3 separate regions of the Pan troglodytes genome follow, and all the other regions are linked to region 3. A link is a contact called in public HiChIP or PLAC-seq data. All regions are on one chromosome and are shown on one strand. Each heading gives the region's core, a stretch centred on a gene start, on an enhancer-like site or on the middle of the called end of the contact. The rest is flanking DNA. Distances are from core to core; before and after follow the strand shown. Region 1 holds the start of CHMP2A (charged multivesicular body protein 2A). Region 2 holds the start of MZF1 (myeloid zinc finger 1). Region 3 holds the start of ZNF584 (zinc finger protein 584).

What was found. HiChIP or PLAC-seq counts read pairs in DNA pulled down with a chosen protein or histone mark.
Region 1: an H3K4me3 HiChIP or PLAC-seq map of stem cell-derived excitatory neurons shows a contact between it and region 3, with 3 times the contacts expected there. The contact joins the promoter of CHMP2A here to the promoter of ZNF584 in region 3. A contact is called at or near these places in 1 of 7 Hi-C or Micro-C datasets (stem cell-derived neural progenitor cells) and 1 of 1 datasets of contacts at active chromatin or transcription factors (stem cell-derived excitatory neurons).
Region 2: an H3K4me3 HiChIP or PLAC-seq map of stem cell-derived excitatory neurons shows a contact between it and region 3, with 4 times the contacts expected there. The contact joins the promoter of MZF1 here to the promoter of ZNF584 in region 3.

The regions. Positions count from the first base shown.
Region 1 is chr20:61,498,343-61,502,334 of NHGRI_mPanTro3-v2.0_pri, reverse strand. It overlaps CHMP2A (charged multivesicular body protein 2A), which reads left to right and starts at 1,340. Exons shown (of 6, transcript XM_003316765.6): 1 at 1,340-2,064; 2 at 2,819-3,010. The coding sequence starts at 2,843. UBE2M (ubiquitin conjugating enzyme E2 M) reads left to right here. Exons shown (of 6, transcript XM_016937020.4): 3 at 123-161; 4 at 263-366; 5 at 674-737; 6 at 824-1,340. The coding sequence ends at 964.
Region 2 is chr20:61,517,404-61,521,218 of NHGRI_mPanTro3-v2.0_pri, reverse strand. MZF1 (myeloid zinc finger 1) reads left to right here and starts at 2,410. Exons shown (of 6, transcript XM_016937019.4): 1 at 2,410-2,680. LOC134809136 (a long non-coding RNA gene) reads right to left here. Exons shown (of 6, transcript XR_010153997.1): 5 at 2,912-3,157; 6 at 2,170-2,818.
Region 3 is chr20:61,337,474-61,341,254 of NHGRI_mPanTro3-v2.0_pri, reverse strand. ZNF584 (zinc finger protein 584) reads right to left here and starts at 2,437. Exons shown (of 4, transcript XM_016937003.4): 1 at 2,292-2,437.

The DNA.
Region 1 (3,992 bases), core at 91-2,590, 160 kb before region 3:
ATATGGCTGAATTCCCAGGAGCAAACCAAGGGTGTCCCCACTGAGAGGAGGGAGACATGTTCTGCCCATCGGGCCCCGCAGGATGGAACCCTAAAATTTTCTTCTCCCCCTTTTCCTCCCAGGGCTTCTACAAGAGTGGGAAGTTTGTGTTCAGTTTTAAGGTGAGTCCCAGGCGGGCAGGGATGGCTCCCTGGACAGAGGAGGCAGCAGCTGAGGCCCTTCCAGGCACCTACCCATCTCTCTTTTCTTTTCCTGGAGCCAGGTGGGCCAGGGTTACCCGCATGATCCCCCCAAGGTGAAGTGTGAGACAATGGTCTATCACCCCAACATTGACCTCGAGGGCAACGTCTGCCTCAACATCCTCAGGTGAGGGCACTGGCCCTCTACTGCCCTCCTTGGCCCTGCCTGCCAGGCCTCCCTCATGGTCTTGTGGGCACTACATCAGACTCTGTCCCTTCCCACCCCTTTGTTGTCTGTGGTTTCTTGATTTCCCAGTCATCTTCCTCATGGCCTGACCTTGGTTTTCTCCTTGGCCTGTCCTGCTCCACACCCTCCCTCCCAGCCTCTCACATGCTCACTCTCCTATGCCCTGGATCTGACCTGCCCAATACCAGAGGGGCCTGTGGCAGTCTCCCACTCACCAAGCCCTGACCCTGATGCTCTCTGTCCACAGAGAGGACTGGAAGCCAGTCCTTACGATAAACTCCATAATTTATGGCCTGCAGTATCTCTTCTTGGTGAGTAGGAATAGGTGGTTGGGTCTGGGGAGATTGGCCTTCTGTCCCTCTGGCCTGTTGACCCCCCCTACCTGTACTGGCCACAGGAGCCCAACCCCGAGGACCCACTGAACAAGGAGGCCGCAGAGGTCCTGCAGAACAACCGGCGGCTGTTTGAGCAGAACGTGCAGCGCTCCATGCGGGGTGGCTACATCGGCTCCACCTACTTCGAGCGCTGCCTGAAATAGGGTTGGCGCATACCCACCCCCGCCACGGCCACAAGCCCTGGCATCCCCTGCAAATATTTATTGGGGGCCATGGGTAGGGGTTTGGGGGGCGGCCGGTGGGGGAATCCCCTGCCTTGGCCTTGCCTCCCCTTCCTGCCACGTGCCCCTAGTTTTTTTTTTTTTTTAACACCATGTGATTAAGGTCGGCGCTGCCTCCCCCGACCCACTCAGCGATGGGAAATGAATTGGCTTGTCTAGCCCCCCTGCTGGGTGCTTGTTCAGCCCCCACTCTGGGCTGTGGAGTGGGTGGGCAAAGGGCCTGGGTAGCTGGGCCCAGGCAACCCACCCCTCCACCTCTGGAGGTCCCACCAGGCTATTAAAGGGGAATGTTACTGCATGGCCTCTGCTTCTTACTTCTATGGGGTGGGAGGGGCAGCTGAGGTCCATTAGGGCCTGCAAAGCTGGGGTGGTGGAAGGTGTGGTCACAGGTGGCATTGGAGCACCCTACAACAGGCTGCCCAGTGCCTGGGGCAGCTCTAAAGTTGGTGGGGATACCAGGACTGTGCCTGGGGTTGGTTGGGATGAAGCCTACTCTAGGATGAGAAGCGTAGGCAGGATCCAGTGACCTGTGGCTTCCTGGCCAAGAGGCCAGCACAGTGGAAGAAACAAGCCATCTCTAGCTTTGCCCCTTTCTTGTGTGGGTGGGCCCACCGAGGAGGAGGAGCCTTCTGAGGCTCCTTCTATCTGAGGCCTCAGGCAGAAGTCAAGGTCTCACGAATAAGCTGGGTCCTCAAGTGGAGGTTGGGTGGAAAGCGCCCACCCCGGTACTGGCTTGGGTGACTCGGGCGGGACTCAAAACATGAAACACTCGGACGCGCAGAGGAAACGGGAGCTGTTGCGCATGCGCTCGGACGCTGGCCCGTTCCAGGGCACGTGCGCACGCGCGCTCCTGGAGTTTCCCAACCTTCCGGGTGCGGGCGGGGCATGTTACGTCACGTCGTTTAATCCGGAAACGGCGGCGGAGGCGACAGGACCAAGGGGCCTTAGTCGGTGGGCAAGTCGGGGATCCCAGAAAGAGAAGCGTGACCCGGAAGCGGAAACGGGTGTCCGTCCCAGCTCCGGTGAGTGGCCCCTGCTGGACCGTGGATCCCGGGCGGGCGTGCGGGCGGCAGCGTACGAGGCCTTCTACTCGCCCGGGTGTCCGGTGCCTCGCTTCTCCCTGGGACCCTGTCGTCAACATCGAGGTCTCCAACACCACCTTGCTTTGGTGCCGGGCCCACTGACTCTCTCCTCGGTGTATAGTGCGACCCAATCTCCATCATCCCGTCCTCAGTGTACAGGATGCCCCAGCGCCCCCAACCGTGTCCCTCAGCATTCAGGGTCCCCAAATCCTAATGCCTTGTCCTGAGCTTCACAGCCCCACATTCACCTGTTCTTGGTACTTAGCGTTTCCGCCCATCCTGTCCTCCTCTATCAGAACCCCCACAATTGCTCTGTCCTCGGTGCCCACAGTCCCCAAAACACCAGTGCACCGGCCCGCGTCACCCCCCGCTCTCAGTCGTATCAAGGACTCCAGGGCCTCACCCATGGTTCTGGAGAGGGAAGCTGAACTTGCAAGCCGTAACTTCTGTTGGGGCATGGCGATGAAGGAGGGGTTCAGGCCAGCACTTGGATAATTTTCAGGTCTACCTGTCCCCCTTTATGTGTCCCCGGGACAATCCCAGTGTTCTCAGCTGCTCCTTTTTGGCCCCTCATTCCTGCCTCCAGTCTCCGTTAGCCCCTTCCCATTTGGCAAGGCTCCCGTGACCCTGTTCTGCTTCTTGCCCTTCCTGGGCCCCATGCCCTACAACTGGGCCTCACTCACATCTGTCTCAGGCCTGCCAGTGAGCTTCTACCATCATGGACCTATTGTTCGGGCGCCGGAAGACGCCAGAGGAGCTACTGCGGCAGAACCAGAGGGCCTTGAACCGTGCCATGCGGGAGCTGGACCGCGAGCGACAGAAACTAGAGACCCAGGAGAAGAAAATCATTGCAGACATTAAGAAGATGGCCAAGCAGGGCCAGATGGTGAGTGTGGGTGGTCAGGGGCAGGTTGCTGTCAATCAGGCACGGCTCTAACAGCAGTGAACAAGAGAGACCAGACACCAAACACAGGTGCTTTCAGCAAAACGAGTGGAGTGAAAGGTCAGCAGGGCTTCCCTAGTTTGAGGGTCTGGAAGGCTGCGTCCAAGGAACTGGTATGAGATCCAAGGCTTGAGTGATGAGAGTGAGCCTACAGATCTGGGCAGGGAATGTGTTAAGCAGACAGAGCAGCAAATGTTAAAAAAGAGCCTCGAAAAAATGGGAGATGACAGGTGAGCTTCAAGAGTTGGGCATGGACCAGACAATTCAGAACTCTGGGCCAAAGTGGGAGGTTAGGGATTACAGGGCCAGGCGCAGTAGCTCAGAGACCTGTAATCCCAGCACTTTGGGAGGCAGAGGTGGTTGGATCACCTGAGGTCAGGACTTCGAGACCAGCCTGACCAACACGGAGTAACCCCGTCTCTACTGAAAATAAAAAAAACTAGCCGGGCATGGTGGCGCATGCCTATAATCCCAGCTACTCAGCAGAGCTGAGGCAGGACAATCTCTTGAACCCAGGCGGCGGAGGTTACAGTGAGCCAAGATCATGCCACTGCACTCCAGCCTGGGTGACAGAGCGAGACTCTGTCTCAAAAAAAAAAAAAACAGTTAACTATAAGGATAAGCTGGTCCGGCATGGTGGCTCAAGCCTGTAATCCCAGCACTTTGGGAGGCTGAGGTGGGTGGATCACCCGAGGTCAGGATTTCGAGACCAGCCTGGCCAACATGGCAAAACCCCGCTCTACCAAAAATTAGCCGGGCATGGTGGTGCATACTTGTTATCCCAGCTATTCGAGAGGCTGAGGCAGAAGAATCGCTTGAGCCCAGGAGGCACAGTTTGCAGTGAGCCAAGATTGTGCCACTGCACTCCAGCCTAGGCAACAAAGCAAGACTCCAACTCAAAAAAAAAAAAAAAAAAAGATAAGGA
Region 2 (3,815 bases), core at 1,161-3,660, 180 kb before region 3:
ACATTCACACATTCTCTCCCTCCCACTCTCAACAGGCAGCCCCAAGCCCGGGGGCCTCACGAAGTCTGGGTGGATGACCAAGCTCCTCCCTCGAGACTACATTTCCAAGACAGAGGAGGGAAGAGGAACGAACAGCGGACACGCGCTGTGAGGCCGAGAAGGCCCGCAAGGGACCTTAGGGCCGGGCGAACACGCCCCCACGAAGATCTGGGCCAAAGAACTCCTCGACCCAGGAGGGACCCAGACTCAGATCAGCACCTGCGCAGTATGGTCTGAGGCGGGTACCGTCCCGTCTAGCGGGTCTACATTTCCCAGAGAGCCGTGGGGCCGCCGAAGGCTCCGATTGGCCCACTCGGGTGCGTGCCAGCTGCGGACACAGTGGCCTCATATCCCAGTTCCCCGACCGAACCAAGAGGAGGGGCTGCAGCTCCTGCCCCGAAGCCGGGGCCCCAGCGCGGCCGATCAACCTCACCTTCGGGTCGCAGTGCGAGCCGTCTGCTTTAGCTGGGCTGGCGGGGCTTCGGCCCTTCCCCATCGCCCCGCCTCACAGTGCAGTTTTCCGGAGGACGCCGAGCCCAGGGTCCATCTCGGCCGCGAAGGGGGAAGGTTGCCTGGCGACGGCCGGGCAGGGAGGAGGCTGCGTCAGGCCCGCCCCTTGCGACGCTCTCCGCTCTGCGCCCGGCGTCCCGGGTACTGCCGGAAAATGTAGTTTGGCAACGAGGCCGCACCGCACAGAGTCCAGCCAGGGGCGCCAGAAGCTGCTTCTGACCAAAGGCTGGCTTTCTCGCCGCCTAATGTCTCTGTCTTACATCACCCTCCCTTCTTCCTTCCTTTCCTGGGTATGTGTCACTATTTTCTTTTTCCCTGTTTGTCCCCTAGCCCGGAGAACAGGTTCCCTTCAGACTGCCAAATATAATTTCAAAACAGTTAAAAACACGACTCTCAGTGAGCATGTGTCAAAGATTTATTTACCGTACTGAGGGAAGCAGCAAGATGATTCTAGGAAGACAGGAAAGGAAGAATAAACACTGGCCGGCCGCGGTGGCTCACACCTGTAATTCCAGCAATTTGGGAGGCCGAGGTGGGCGGATCACCAGAGGTCTGGAGGTCAAGACCAGTCTGGCCAACATGTTAAAACCCCATCTCTACTAAAAATACAAAAATCAGCCGGGTGTGGTGGAGCAGCCTGCAGTCCCAGCTACTCGGGAGGCTGAGGCAGGAGAATCGCTTGAACCTGGGAGACGGAGGTTGCAGTGAGCCGAGATCGTGCCACTGCACTCCAGTCTGGCAACAGCGAGACTCCGTCAAAAAAAAAAAAAAAAGAAAGAAAAAGAAAAACACTGAAATAAAAGCACAAAGTTGGATACAAAACTGCTTAGTGAGCTACAAAGCGATACACTGGACAGAAAGCATTTGCAACCTATCAACCTGTACAAGGTAGCATATAACTGGACAGCATCTGGACTCCTAAGTTTTCCTAACAGTTTTACCTCGGATTCTCCCTGTCTCTCTTCGTGCTCTCATCTTTCTCTAGGTCTTTGAAAACTGTCAATCCATCTTACTGTATCTCTAATTTCTGTCCCTTTTCTCCCTTCTTGTTTCTGTCCCTCTCCCTTCTTGTCTACCTCTTGAGTCTGGATATCTGCATTTCTTGTCTCTGTGAACCCATTCTGCGTTTCCTTCTTTGTGCCTCTTTCATCTGCATCCCTTTCTGATCTGCCTCTCTCTTGCTAACTGTTCTGACACCTGTTTGCCCGGCCCTGACCCTCTGATCCACTCAGCCCTCTTATAACTTGGACCCGTGTCTCTATGTTTGTTCACTTATTTTCACTGTCTCTCCTCGCGTCGAGTCTCCGGTCCTCCCAGTCTGTGAGTCTGTCTCTCTGTCTCTCTCTCTCTTCCTCCCGCCCGTCCTTCGTCTCTCTTTGCCCTTGATTCTCTGGTCTCTCTCCGTCTCTCCTCGCTGTTTCTATCGATCGGCATCTCTCTGCGCCAGTACCCTTCCCCACCTCCTCATCCCACATGCCCCATTGCATTTTCAACGCCCGCCGCGTCTCCGGGTTACCCAGGCGATGTCGAGTCGTGTCCCCAGGTTACCATGGAGACGTTCAGGGCCCGCCCCTCGCCCATGATCACAGAGGAACGTCATCGCGCCGCGCGCGCACTTACACACGAAGGGCCTGCTGACTACATCTGCCGGAAAGCATCGGGCCAAGCCTTTCTCCATTTTGCGGTCTAGGAAGTAGCAGAGGCCCTTTCCTGTAGGGAGTTGCCATGGAGACGCGGTGGGGCACCGATGGAGTTATAATGACGGCCGTGATTGGTGCAGGATCCTGCTAATCTCAGGAAGGCCCGTAGAGAATTGAGGAAAACGTGGTGGGGGGCATGCGCGATCTGGTAGGCGGTGCTGCCGTCTGTTGTACCCGAGAGGCTTGCGCATGCCGACGCACGGATTCGAGGCGGGGAGCATGGGAAGAAGCGGCCAGGAGTATGACCTGATCATTGCGACCACCGCTAGGGGAAGGGAGGAGAGGGTGTAGAAACGGGGGCGAGGGTGGGGGAAGGGCGAGGAGGCGCTCGAGCTGGTGCGCGGAGCATCCTGGGAGACGTAGTCCAGCGGGAGGGGGAAGTCGAAGACTGCGCGTGCTCAGGAGCGCGGAGCGGCCCGCTGAGCGCAGAGGTGAGGGCGGGGTCCTCTTAACCGGGAGGGCTAGCGTGTGGACGGGGGCGGTGGCTGCAGACTCGGGGATTCCGGCTCCCCAGTGAGACCGGAAGCGCGGGGGACGAATCCGGGCAGTCCTTGCGGGAGCGCCCAGGGCTAGAGCGAGAGGCTTGTCAATCACTACTCGTTGCCACGACGACAGGCTTTGGGAGCCCCGCCCCTGGTTGCCTAGGCGTCGTCAGGACCTACCTTGGCACCCTGGAGCGGAAGTTGCCGCCTGGACTTCTGGGAAGTGTATTTCGGGACCCTCTGTAGGTACCTGCCATCTTGGCTATGACCCAAGTCTCTCCCAGGGTTTCAGGTTGACTTGGCACCTTGAAGAGTGGAGGCTTGGCCCCCAGGATGAGGCGGCCCTCGAAATCGATGCCACCCACGGGGGAATGATTCTGCGGTGCCATCCCCTTCATAAACGCAGATTCCTTCCTAAAGCCGCAGCTGCAGAAGGAACAGCGCGAGGAGGGAGGTCAGCCCCACTTGCAAATGGGGAAACAAGTTCTCGAAGGCACAGTGATCTGAAGATGGGCGGAATCAGAATCTCGGGACTTCCTTGCAGGCTCCTGTTCCAGCCAGTCTTGGAGCCTTTGCCGCCCCCCCACCCATTGCGAAGCTCCCCCATCCCCTTCCAACCCCAGCTAAATCAGGAAGCTGAGATGGGGCATTGCGTAGTGTGATGTTGGGCTTAGAAGATGGAGCTGAGTAGGGAGAGAGGGTGCTGCCTGGGAGCTGAGCCATACAAGTGACTGCACAGGTTGACATGGAGGATTAGGTGGAGTGAGGCTTCCAAGCTGGGAGGGGAATGATGGTGGGGCCCAAATGAGGAGCCACATCGAAGTAGATGAGAGAGTAGAAGGTGAAGTAAGCCCTGGCGTTGGGTAGGGGGAGACGCCAGCAGTGATGCTGATGCCCAGGCTGTAGGTGTATAGATGCCATCCACCTGGTAAAGAGAGAGCTGTAGCGCAGGAATGAGGTTGCACATGTAGAAGAAGGGAAGGATACAGGGGAGAGAAGTGTCTTCTAGTCCTAAAAAACAGCCTGTGGGCCGGCATGGTGGAACAAACCTGTAAGTCCCAGCACTTTGGGAGGTCAAGGCAAG
Region 3 (3,781 bases), core at 1,188-3,687:
CTTGCTCTGACACCCAGGCTGGAGTGCAGTGGCACGATCTCACAGCAACCTCCGCCTCCCGGGTTCAAGCAATTCTCCTGTCTCAGCCTCACGAATAGCTGGGACGACAAGCGCGTGCCATCACACCCAGCTAATTTTTGTATTTTTAGTAGAGTTGGGGTTTCACCATTTTGGCCAGGATGGTCTCCATCTCCTGACCTCGTGATCCGCCCCGCTCAGCCTCCCAAAATGCTGGGATTACAGGCATGAGCTACCGCACCCGGCCTATTTGTTAACATTTTAAAATGAATATTAGTACATTATTATTAATGTACATTATATGGGTTTTCACAAATGCATACACTCATGTATCCACCATTACAATATAGTAAAAAATACTTTTACTGCCCCCAAAAATTACTTGTGCTACTATTCATTCCTCCCTCCCTCCCTCCCTCCCACTGAGCCCCTGGCAGTCACTGCTTTACTGTCTCTATAGCTTTACCTTTTCCAGAATGTCATAAACTTGTAATCATACAGTATGTAGCTTTTTCAGTCTGGCTTCTGTCACTTACCAATGTGCATTTCAGACTCCTCCATGCCTTTCATAACTTGGTAGCACAGTTAATTTTATTGCTGAATGATATTCCATTGTGTGGATGTAACACAGATTAGCCATTTATCTATTGAAGGACATCTGGGTTGATTCAAGTTTTGAGCAATTATGAATAAAGCTGCTATAATAATTTGTGTGGTTTTCGCATGGACATAAGTTCTCAACTCATTTGTGCAAATACCCAGGAGTGTGATTGCTGTATCATATGGTAAGACTATATTTAACTTTTTGTAAGAAACTGCCAAACTGTCTTCCAAAGTGGCTATACCATTTTGCCTTTCTATCAGCAGTAAACGAGAGTTCCCATTGCCTCACAACCTTGCTAGCATATGTTGCTATCAGTGTTTTGCATTGTAGCCATTCTAATAGATGTATAGTAGTATCTCATTATTGTTTCAATTTGCAGTTCCCTAATGGCATATGATGTGGAGCATATTTTCATGTGCCTATTTGCCAGCTATGTATCTATTTTTCTTAGGTGAGGGGTCTATTCAGACCTACGGCCTTTTTTTTTTTTTTTTTTTTTTTTTTTGAGACGCAGTTTCGCCCTTGTTGCCCAGGCTGGAGTGCAATGGTGCAATCTCGGCTCGCCGCAACCTCCGCCTCCCGAGTTCAAGCAATTCTCCTGCCTGTCAGCCTCCCGAGGAGCTGGGATTACAGGCATGTGCCACCACGCCCAGCTAATTTTGTATTTTTAGTACAGATGGGGTTTCTCCATGTTGGTCAGGCTGGTCTCGAACTCCTGACCTCAGGTGATCCGCCCACTTCAGCCTCCCAAATTGGTGGGATTACAGGCGTGAGCCACCGCGCCCAGCCTTGAATTGTACACTCAAAATCGGCAAATTTTATGGTATGTAAATTATTTTTTAAAAAAATCATATGTTTTGAAAGAACAAGTAGATGTCTGGGAGATTCTTTGGAGAAGTACTTAATGTGAAGTTTTCCACAACGATAAAAATGAAAGCACCCATCCCCCTGGTGGAGGGACACAGATCACAGGTAGCTTGTGGCCCCTCTTGGGCACTTCTTCTCCCACCACCCTCTGCTCCTTCTGCAGAGGCTTACAGAGCAGAGGAAACCCCAACCTAGGGCGAGACTCCCAGCTTTGCCACGCCAAGCCGGGCCCCAGGGGAGCCAGTGCGAACCCTAGCCTACTCCCTGGGATGAGAGGACCTCAGCACTAACCAGGTCTGCAAGTGGGTGTGGGGTTAGAGCGGATCAACTATGTGATCCTATCAACCTACGTTCGAATTTGACTGCATTTAAAAAAACACTTTCCCCCCCCAAACGGAGTCTCTCGCTCTGCCGCCCGGGCTGGAGTGCAGTGGCGCGATTTCGGCTCACTGAAGCCTCCGCCTCCCGGCTTCAAGCGATTCTCCTGCCTCAGCCTCCCGAGTGGTTGGGACTACAGGCGCCCGCCACCACGTCCGGCTAAAAAAAAAAAAATCTTTTTTTTTTTTTTTTTTTTTTTTTGAGGCGTCTCACTTTATATAGGATCCTCACGTTATACTATGTGTTTGGATCTGCGTTAAAATGTATTCATAACTATATGATCTGTACTCACAGCGACAGCCCCCAGACAACTTAAGCCCGCGGGGCCGGGGACGAGTCTGTGCCACAGACTCGTCCCCGGCGTGGCGTGGGGACAAAACGCGTGAGGGCGCTCGAAGGGACTGGTCTCTCGCTTGCTGCTCACCTGAGGCCCCGCAGCCTCCTGTCCCCCATCCTGGGGTCCCGCAGCCTCGCTCTGCGCGCCGCAGCCTTTCCTCTCGCCAGTGCCATCGGAGTGCTGGTGCTCACTGTTCTCACCACTCGCTCCCCGAGTTCCCCGCGGTTCCAGCGCCTGTCGCAATCTCCAGCGCAACGTGGTCGTCATGGCAACATCGCCCTCGGGTCCCTGATTGGCCGTCGAGTCTGGCGCGCCTTCCCTGCCTCACTTAATAGGGCTGCGGCACGAAGGCGACGCGCGCGCAGCACAGGCGTGATGAGTTGTTATGGCGACCAGAGTCCCGCCTCTTCAGCCCTACATAGGGCCTCCGATTGGTCCGCGCTTCCCCGAAGGCCTCTCCGCATTCTGGGCGGGGCCCGCCCGGGGCAAGAGGAGGGAGAAAGCAGGGCGGTGACTATGAGGGCGGAGGAGAGAAGTGCGGCTGTGATCTGGGGAAGGAGGGAAACCCAAGGATGCCAGCACGTGCGGTTGAGGTGAGAAGGGATCTTGCAGAACGCTTCCAGGACCCAGATTCGTATGCACGCCCTGCCCAGCTGGTCAGCCTCAGTTTCCCCATCTGTCAGTCTGGACAGTGATGCTCCTAGCGTCCGGCGAAGCCCCGCTCTTGGCCCTTGGTCCCTCCGCCTGATCACAAGAGGGTGCCGCGACGGCTGGGGACGGGTCTGGCGTGGGCAGGGACCTCTCCGACCCTCACTGAGGAAAGAATGGCGGAACCCGAAAACCGGGCCCTGGCGTCCCTCCTGCAAGGTGGGGAGGAGAGCTGGACGGCAGGATTTGGGAAGGGCTTGGGGAGCAGGGCCCCCTGAGGGTGGCGGGGGAGGCAGTGCTACCAGAACCATGGTTCGGTTGGCTCAGCCGCCTGGACCTCATCTGCTCCCTGAGGTTGGTCTTTGCTCCGCACCCTGGTGCGGCCTGGTACACAGAAGGCGCTCAGTAAACACTTGTGGATGAAGGAAAAAGAGAATTTATTGTCGTCGATTTACAGAAAAGAGAATCAAAGGCCGTGCCGTGCTGGGCCCTCTGGCACCCGGCTTCACAAGCACCCAGGCCTGCCAGGAGGAGCAAGTCCGGGGCCGAAGTGCCAAGGGGCAGGGTGTACAGCAGTGATGGGGTGGGCAGAGAGAGGATAGGAGGGCACAACTCCAGCTCTGAAGAAGAGAAAGAGGAGATTGGCTGAGGCTGGGCAAGGGTGGGAGGCGTCCCCCTGGGTGGTTTCAGGCAGCCTCTTTGTTTGAAAGCAGTGGATAGGCAGGCAGACACTGGGCACCAAGGTGGTAATCAGCAGACCAGATGCTCAGCAACTCCTAGACTCAGTCATCAGCCTCATTTTACTGCAAGAGAGAATGAGGCCCCTGGCTCCAAGCTGGTAGAGTGCAGAAGCCACAAAAGCACCTAGGAGCGAGCTGGTTAAGACAGAGAATGCGGCCAGCCCCACCCAATACCCCCAGCCCCACCCC